Linked DNA regions of Drosophila melanogaster: region 2 is linked to region 1. A link is a contact called in public Hi-C data. All regions are on one chromosome and are shown on one strand. The core of a region is the stretch at or near the end of the contact, and the rest is flanking DNA. Distances in the headings are between cores, read along the strand shown.

Region 1 (4,667 bases), core at 1,174-3,673:
GTATGCTCATCGCATCTGTCTCAATGACCTTAAACGGATGCGTCGAACGGTTGGTAAAAATGCCATCCGTTGAGCTATTCTGCAAGTTTAATTTAAATCATAAGTACACGTGGGTAAGCTGGGCAAACGGAAAGCTGAGCAAACAGGCTAGATTACAAAAATGTATACCTGAGAATCAGGTGTGAGTGTATTTCCTGGATTATCATCTTCATCGTTTTGCATGCACTGACGTAGTTCGTGAAAGCGCTGTCTACCCAACTATATGCGATATATTTATGTCATTTTTTTTAACGTATGCATATTAACATTGGTAGAGATTCGAGTTTAAGTTGGTTTCCATTTTTAAGTTGAGTATTGTTTTTTATTCGTTGGATTTACGAAATGAGGCGGAGAAAATATGAAAGTAAAGAACACAAATATGGACACAAAATTAAGGGGGTGATTTGGTTTTTGTTCATTAGATTGTGCTTTTTGGCTATTAAGAACTAAAAATCACCCAATTCTAAAAAATTGCAGTTCACCTGCCCAGGATTATGAAAAATGAAACAACAAATGTGGCCATAGGTTGGCAGATGTGCAACTGCTAAGTAATCATGAACGAATTTTTTCAGTGATGATGCAAAACGTGTGATAGGGGTAAATGCAGTACCTCAAAACCTGCCATTATCTTTACACCTTGAAATAAATGTTCTCTTGCTAATTAAGACTAGGTAAATTCCATAAACCGTATCATATCGGTTTTTAATCAATTTCTAAGGCAGTGACAGTTTTTAAATGTCGCTAAGGGAGCGGTTGAGAAATGTATGGCTGTGAGCATTGATAATAACTATGGGAAGTTGGCGCGAAATGGTAGGTATATGACCATCTATATGTGGAAAGATAAGGAACAACAATAATAAAGACCTAAACATAAAAATATACTTGCTTTACCAAACGAATGGTTCCTAATATTGTACATATATCTCATCCACTAGTGTTTAAAATAGAACAAAATAAATGAAAAAACTGCACATGATGATCACAGACATTGGACAGAGCGCAGTTTTTAACCGCTTTAAAAATTTAGCCATAAATTTAAGCTTCACATGGTAGTAAACCTTCTACAAATTACACCACCAGACATATGAGCTGAATGAGGGCTTTCACACGTGGGAATGGTGTTCCAAGGCCACTGATGATGGATCGTTACCCTAGTAGATGACATCATAACTGGGTCTAGCAAAACGGAAGTAAGAGCACTCCATGTGGACCCCATTCACTTACAGGTCCTATCACGGGCTTGGGCTCAACGAAGACCCCTGCATCCTGCGGCTTTAGCCGGGCACCCAGGCTATTAGTGGGACTCCGGGTGGCGGGCGTTCCAGCGCCAATGGGCGTAGCATCGCTGTCGGATGAGGCGGCGGCATTCACTCTCACGGCGGGCTCGGGAAAGATGAACTCCTGGGCCACCTCGGGCGGCAGCTTTCGACTGAAATGGCCAGGGATTAATTAAACATTTTTACGGGGTAAGCCACAAGAACCTACCACAAAGTCGAATGGCGATTGGGCGTAGTGTCCTCGGCATCGAAAAACTCCTCTGAACTGTCCGAATCCGTTTCCAGCTTACTCATTTCGTGATTTGTGCGTTTGTGATGGGTTGTCGGCGTTATCTAACCACCCAATCGTATGCAAATTATCCACCAAATTACGATTTTCTCTATGGTTTTTTGTTATTGATTCCCTTTTGTTGCTGCGGCGCCCCACTGTCTTTTGTTGTTGTTGCTTTGTTGCTTTCTACTCGTGTGACGTCACTCGCTGCCGCACTAGCGCTGAATGCACTGCATTTAACATGTTGCTATCGCCTGCGTTTTATTACACATAATTATACTGCTAATTTAGTTCCTAATCAATTGTTAATTGAGTTTTTACGCTTGATACGCGTAAATACTAGTGGTGTCAAAGATGCAATAATGATTTCGATTGCGTCAAGTATGATTAATAAGCAATCGATTGAACTAGCGATGGGCTATTGGTCGTGCTTGCTCGTGACACGCAAAAATGCGGCGAGAGTCCGCGCGTATTTTAAATTTATACACTGTATTAAATTTATACAAAAACCTAATGTTTTATGTTTATATTCCAATATTAAATCGAAAATATATATATACAAAATTTTTAATTTCCTACATCTCGCTTTGAAAATAACGTATTTGAGGCAATAGGGGGCATTTAAATATTTTCTACATAAGTCGGATTTCTACATATATGTGCCTAATTTTACTATGGTATTTAATTATCGATCACTGGTAGTCACACAGCTGATATCAAGCTCCCCCACCATTGTTGGGATCTCTGCTAAGATAAAATTCAACCTGTTATCGATAACCGACATTTTTGATTGTGGACTGCCACCGCTATCGAAATGCACCATATTGCTTTGTTATTGTATTTTCCGCACGGCCCTCGAACAAAGTAAACAAATGTATAAATGCATGTGTTTTTGGCGAGCTTGTAACTGTTAGTGAAGCGACGCGCGGAGCGACGACATCAACATTAAGCCCGTGTTTCGAGTTAGGCGAGGCCAGGCGTACGTTTAACCCACGCAGAGCCCGGGCGAAATAAACGTAAATTCACGCAATTACTTCGCAGTAAAAAAAGCATCGGGTGCCAATGATCGCTACTACGCAATAGAAAAGTAATTTATCATACAATTTCGCCACTGCAAAAATCGAAAGTTTCGGGTTTTATTCCCTGCTATAAAAGTGATAAGAGCACGTTAACCCGTTCCTGTTACAGCTGAATAACGGTAAAAATAACTGCACACCCATCCCAACCGATTATCTGAAATCGGGCTCGAAGACAAAGTCTGGTATTTAATGGCAGCCACCTAATGATTATGTGACATTTCGCTTTGTGGTGAAAGAGATCCTAATCCATTAAAACTATATACTATATGCATGAATGTAGGATCTAGAAGATGAAAACATAAGTGCTTAAATCGACTCAGCTGGTGTTGCTTATCAGTTATGTACAAAGTACATATGTTTCTCTGTAGATAATTCCATTGTTTTATCGTGCGGTTTCAAATAAAAGCATCAGAGACGTTTTCGAAAAATGTGTTGAATTTTTAGAAGTACATGATACGATACTTCTTTTGAGCAAACTTCCAACTTCCGCATAGATCTCTTGATATGCCGCATAACTAACCTAGTGTAAGATTATCATCTGCACGTCACTAATAGCGGCCATATTTGAGTAATTTTGAACAGTACTCAATCTAATCTCGAATCTGTGCTCTGAACACTATAATCATATTGAGCGTATTGCGTTTTATCAGCGGTACATATATGTATGTATGTATATAGAAAAACAAATGGACTAGACTTTGTTGAACAACAATACAATGATAACTTGTTTGGCAAACTGGTTTCGCGGCTTCAATCTTGTTTATTAATAATGTAGAATCGAAGGGTTTGCTTCTCCGTATGCTGGTTAATCAAACTCAAAGCCATGTGATACTCAGTGCTCGGTTGTGGGTGTAGACATATGCACATAGTACCCTGATCGGAACAAAGAACTTTCTTCGGTGTTCTAGGTGATTTACAAGGGTGACAAATCTATTTATGACTAGTGCAGCAAAGCTGAAGCTCGATTAAAACTCGGGAATGTACCAAGTTTCCTTTTTCCCATGCCATACACTTTAATATTCTTTGTTGATGAATTCCCTTTATCTATACTTTCTTTATATCTGCTCGGGCACACTCCTTATCACCCAAGGGACCAAGTTTCTCATTCGGATTGTTTGCCCCGCACGTTTTGATTGATAATCAAAGCATGTTCACTACGCCATGTCCCAGTTTTAGTGCAGCGTGCAAAATAATCTCTGCCATTTTGATGATCCATTCAAAAGTTTGCGGCCCTACTGGCGACAATAATGATTCACAAGTGATTGGCGAGCTAGCAACTCTTTTAATTGCATCTTTACGCCAAATTGTATTTATAGCACGAGCTTTGGAGTCCCCTGTTTATATTTTCTTTTCAATTCATCTATAAGAAGGCGAAGAAGACGATAATTGCACCACAACGAGCTCAGTTACCGACGCGATAACACACGAATTGTGGAGCTTGGAGCATAAATTTCCGCATTAGCAACGCTCAAGTGTGATATAGTTTACTGGTATTGTGTTAACAGTTGGCAGTATACAAATACCTCACGCCACAAATCAACTTTAAATCGCAGAAGAATCTATTGTCCTCTAGTCTTCCAGCAAAATAGTGCCACATTATGTTTATTAAGTACTTGTGCGATTCGCCATATTCGTGAATAACTAACTAACTATCTGAGTGTAATTGACAGGATTCCCGGAATTAATCTGAACTGTCTTTTCAGTGAAGGCTCGCCCAAGAAACACAGCAATTAGTGCAACAGCTAAACAGATAATCCCGAGTTATTGTGCCGAAATTGAATTATTTACTCATCTGATCAAACCGTAAAAGCAAACTTGAGTGGCTTCCTAGTAGCGATTTTCGACTAATTTAAAAGAAACCTGAATCTGAACAAGAAGACTCTCTTTGCTATTGTTGTTTTGCGAATCTTTAAAGGGCAAATACAGTAGAATAACAATAAAAGCGTGAAACAGTCATAGTTCGCATAGAGTATTTGTAATATTGGAACAGATGAACTGAAT
Region 2 (4,688 bases), core at 1,825-4,324, 1.2 Mb before region 1:
TGACTGGAACCTGCTTAAGTTTGGCGGACCTCGCAATCCCCAGGCGATTCAGCAGGCGCAGGACGGAGCGGACGGCCAGGCGGGTCATGATGCGGTGGCCGCAGCAGCGGCGGTGGCAGCAGCGGCAGCCGCCTCCTCGCATCAACAACAGCAGCACAAGGTCAATGCGGCGCTGGGTGGCGGAGGAGGCAGTGCAGCGCAACAGCAACTCCAGGGCGGCCAAACGCTGGCGATGCTGGGCGGCAATGGAGGCGGTAACGGCAGCCAACTGATCGGCGGCAACGGACTCAACATGGACGACTCGATGGCGGCCACCAACTCGTCGAGACCGCCGTACGACACGCCGGAGCGTCGGCCTTCGATACGGATGCGGCAGGGAGGCGGTGGTGGCGGCGGTGGAGTGGGCGTAGGCGGTATGCCGAGCGGCGGAGGGGGCGGTGGCGTGGGGAACGCCAAATAATATTTTATCGTTTAGGTTGCGACGCTGGACACGACACAGTAGACAAACAACAACAGAACTCAACAAACTATACATGTAGTATATATAGTTATATATACCTAATATATATAATACTTGCTTTATATATGCGGTAAAACACGTTGAATGTATCCAAGCGGCAGGATGACCAGGTCCCTGCCAGAAACGGAGGACAAGAGCAGTGAGAGAAGAAGAGCAGAGCATAGCAAAGCGCAGCGCTTTTCTTTTTTTGTGTGTACATTTTCGTTTGTTTTTTGACATTTTGGTTTCTGCTCCCAGATGTTAGAACGTTGAGCGCGCTTATTATTAATTAACTAGCCTATGATTAATTTAATTTATACTATTAGAACATAAACGATTGCAACCTGGCTGCAAGAAACTGCAACAAACCGCACTGTTCAATTGATTTGAGATCCCTGCCTGAAGATTGGCCAATAGATCGGCGGTTGATTAGGGGTCCGCGGAAGGGTTTGGGAGGAGGGTTAGCAGGACACGCAGGCATTTAATTCTGTTTTGCATTTGACTATTTGCTCTTGGCCGGCTCAACTTTTTCTTTGTTAACTTGAAGTCCCAGACCAAATCAGGCAGAACATGCAGAACCGATCATGAACACATAATAACTCGATTGTAAGTGTAATATTTGTGTAAAAGAAACAAAGGACACCGCGTTCAGCGAGTGTCCCTAACCCTAGACTATAGGCTCTAGCTCTAGCGAATCCAATCCATACAAAAGCATATGCCACACAGCAAGGCACCCACATTGTAACCTAAGTTGATGGTAAAATGATTGCGATTACCACGTGCAGTTCTCTAGCTTTAAGCAACGCTCTGACTTATAAGGCCCTCCTATGTTATATTATGTAACCTTCTGTACCGCCTACTCCCCTATCTATATATATATATTTATATATATATATATATATATATATATATATATATATATATATATATATATATATATATATATATACTTTCGTGGTCTGCACTTTGCTGCCTGTGTTCATATATATCTTTCCGATTTTTAAACACTTAAGCGCGCATTTCCCGAGCGGTGGGCAAATGGGATGCGAGATGTGGGAGCTGGGAGTTGGGGCAGCCCTTTGTTTACGCAACAAAATCATGTAACTAAGATAGAGAGCATATAAATTGCGTTAGACATACACAACAAAACAATTGCATTAACGTTTCGATTTAACAATGTAAGTAATGGCCCTGCGGAGGAAAGTTACACAACGCTAGCTAATAAACTATAGCTATAATATGAAATTTGTTTATAAGTAATACCAAACCGTAAAATAAAAAAGGAAAATGCAAAAAAAAAACTTAAATTCTAAATGCGCCAAGAGATAATGAATGGGTAAAAATATGAATATACATTAATATAAACTATATCTTATGAGAACACGTAAACATGTAAACCCCACAGCGATCGGCTGGCTAAGAACTAACAAATCAAAGAAATGCAAAACACAAATCGGATCACTGAACGCAGAAGCCACTAAAACTTAAATAAAAGTACATTACGTGATATTTCTTACAAATTGTTTTGTTTTCTAATCGGTTTGTTTCAGTCATTTTACTTTTATTTTTCGAACACAACTCCATTCGAAGCGCACGCCTTGCAAACGACCAACCTTGTAAACACGACCATATAGCGCATTCAGATTAGGGGATCCGCGACCGTGGAGAAGCCCCAATCCTCCTCCCCAAACCGAGAATTGAGAACCTAGTGATGAGTGTACATAAGAATAATATCCGAACCCCAAAAGTATAAAATTAAAATATATACATATGTGTGATTTTCCTCCTAGCATACAGAGTACTAAACCTAAACCATTAGCATTTTATTGATAGAAAAGAAACGAAATCGAAGCCCGACAAACTGATTCATAGCGATTATGAGCCACTAGAAATGGAGAACTAAATGATCTTGTATGAGCGAGCAGTCCATTCAGCATAAGCGAAATAGAGAAACTAACAAATTGAGAACATAGTAATTTCGAAGGTTTTGTATAATTAACTGTATATGTATATTGAGAATAGAATTTTGAACTAATAACTAATTATACTAATTGGATCGAGTTCGAGTGTATCATGGGCGATATGAGAGAAAATCATTAAAAATAAACCACCAGTGATATGGAATACAAAATAACCACAAACGAAATCGAAATCGAAATCGAAGCGGTTCATGAAACATTTCAAAAGTACGTTGGATCGGAATTCGACGGATGTATCGATAAGTGCACGATAAGGCCACATTTATGTAATTAGCAAGTATTTCGAATTAAACCGAACATGGAATATGTATGTGTGAACAGAATAAAAGCAGCTACTAAATAAGCCACACCACCATTCACAATAACAATTACGAACGAGGCATTAAAAAGCTTAAACAATAATAACACGACTCATCAGATTTGCTTATTGTGTTGTCAAACAGAAGTTGGGGGAAATTGTGGAGCTAAATTCCACCGTAAATGAAGGTTTCTTAAGTGAAGGATTTGAATATTCGATAATCTGGCAACGCCAATATACAAAAACAACCAGCCCTGGTCGAACAATCTGGCTACTCTACCGGTCAGCTGTTTTGCGTCTTTTTCGTGCTTGCGCTTTAAGGTCACTCTGAGCACGTCTTATTTTTGTTGGGTTGGCCCTGTAGTTTTTCACCGAAAAGGGTAAGGCCGAAATAAACAGATCGAAGCGATGCATGAGCTTGCGAAGACTTGACACCGATTAACCAATTGCCGATATTCCAGGTTTTGCTCCACGAACAGCAGCTAGAGGAACTTCAAAGATGGGAGCCCGACAGTCTCAATCCCGCGAGCCCCGAACCGTTTCAATGGAAAACCCAACTCCTGCCGGCGTTATTGATATATCCGACGATGTGGTCAAGCGACTGAAGGCGGGAATATCCCAGCAGGGTAAGCAATCCAATGGCATTGTGGAGTTATATCCGGAAATGACCATTTCACTCTGCTCGGTGTTATGCAACAATTGTCAAAACGGGCAAATGTTTACGCCAAACACAGTGGAAACTCGTTAACGAGAACAGCAGCAAGTTGTAGAGAGTGGCTCTTCTATCTTGTTCACAAAAAAAAAACGCACTTGAAAGGGTGTAGTTTTGGTTTCATTGGCTAGTTTCCATTCCTATTTGTATGTTTTTTTCATTAAACTATTGATTTATATCTTGTCCAATTCAGCTCGTGAGCACGCAGCCGCTGCGGAGGAATCGAAACCAGTGCCCAAGCCAACGACGAAGGCTGCCGCCAAGCCAGCCGCATCCTCGCCAGCTGCTTCTCCTGCTCCGAAAGTATCCTCCTATCCCGCTGCAGTGCCCATTTACGTCCAGGGAGGAGGACACACCATTAGCGCGGCCGATGTGCAGCGCCAGATGAACCAGGAGCTAATCAAGAATGACGAGCTGTGGAAGGAGCGCATGGCGAAGCTGGAGGAGAACCTCAAGAAGACCAACACCATCCTGGAGAAGGAGTACGCCAATGCTGTAGAAAATGTGCACAAGCGATTCGTCAGCACCGCGTCGTCGCACAAAGTGCCTCCCTGCCAGGACCTGAAATCCCAGCTGCTTGCCTGCTACCGCGCGCATCCCGGGGAGACCTTGAAGTGCATTGAGGAGGTGGCCCAATTCCGACAGTGCATCGATCTTCATCGCGTCCAGAAGCTGGATGCGGAACCAGAGTCGTCGAAAGTGACCTCCAAGGCCACCGTTCCTGCCAAGGCGGCCTAGGATCCTGGCAAATCCTTTTGTCCTAATTTGTTGACTTTTCTTTGAGGCCCCTTATGGGTTTTGTATAAACGATTGAGCGATCGATGGGGATGTACTCAAAACTTAAGCAAAAGTGTCATTGCGAGCGATAGTAAACTAACTTAAATGAATCAATCCATCGACGTTTTTATGGCCGGGATATTCTATTCAAGTTTACCATGACAAAAATAAAAAACATTGCATATTTTTCAGTGTATCTATTTGTTAAGTTGCAACGATCACTCCTCCATCTCGCTCACTCTCTCATTCAACGAAGCCATCCGTACGTCTATAAACTTTAATAACAATTAATATATTTAAAACAACATTAATTACAGCCCGCGACCGCGCAAAATAGCCGCAGTGGCAGCAGTCAAAATGGGGATCAAGGAGGCTCCCACAACAGTGGCGCCATTTCTCTTTGGATTGGGTTTGTCCAGCGGC

What was found. Hi-C and Micro-C count contacts between places; a contact is called where the count stands out from the background.
Region 2: a contact with region 1 is called in a Hi-C map of the Kc167 cell line, with 2.4 times the contacts expected there. A contact is called at or near these places in 4 of 107 Hi-C or Micro-C datasets (the Kc167 cell line, the S2 cell line and embryo).

What each region holds. Positions count from the first base shown.
Region 1 is chr3R:29,866,651-29,871,317 of dm6, reverse strand. It overlaps Zip99C (Zinc/iron regulated transporter-related protein 99C), which reads left to right and starts at 2,423. Exons shown (of 6, transcript NM_170444.3): 1 at 2,423-2,785. CG34133 reads right to left here and starts at 1,953. Exons shown (of 11, transcript NM_143485.3): 1 at 1,525-1,953; 2 at 1,264-1,468; 3 at 169-258; 4 at 1-79. The coding sequence starts at 1,610.
Region 2 is chr3R:31,052,301-31,056,988 of dm6, reverse strand. It overlaps Chchd3 (Coiled-coil-helix-coiled-coil-helix domain containing 3), which reads left to right and starts at 3,074. Exons shown (of 3, transcript NM_143581.3): 1 at 3,074-3,156; 2 at 3,238-3,402; 3 at 3,682-4,373. The coding sequence starts at 3,276. The coding sequence ends at 4,226. dco (discs overgrown) reads left to right here. Exons shown (of 4, transcript NM_001276203.1): 4 at 1-2,904. The coding sequence ends at 460. It overlaps Alp4 (Alkaline phosphatase 4), which reads right to left. Exons shown (of 4, transcript NM_079862.3): 4 at 4,449-4,688. The coding sequence ends at 4,577.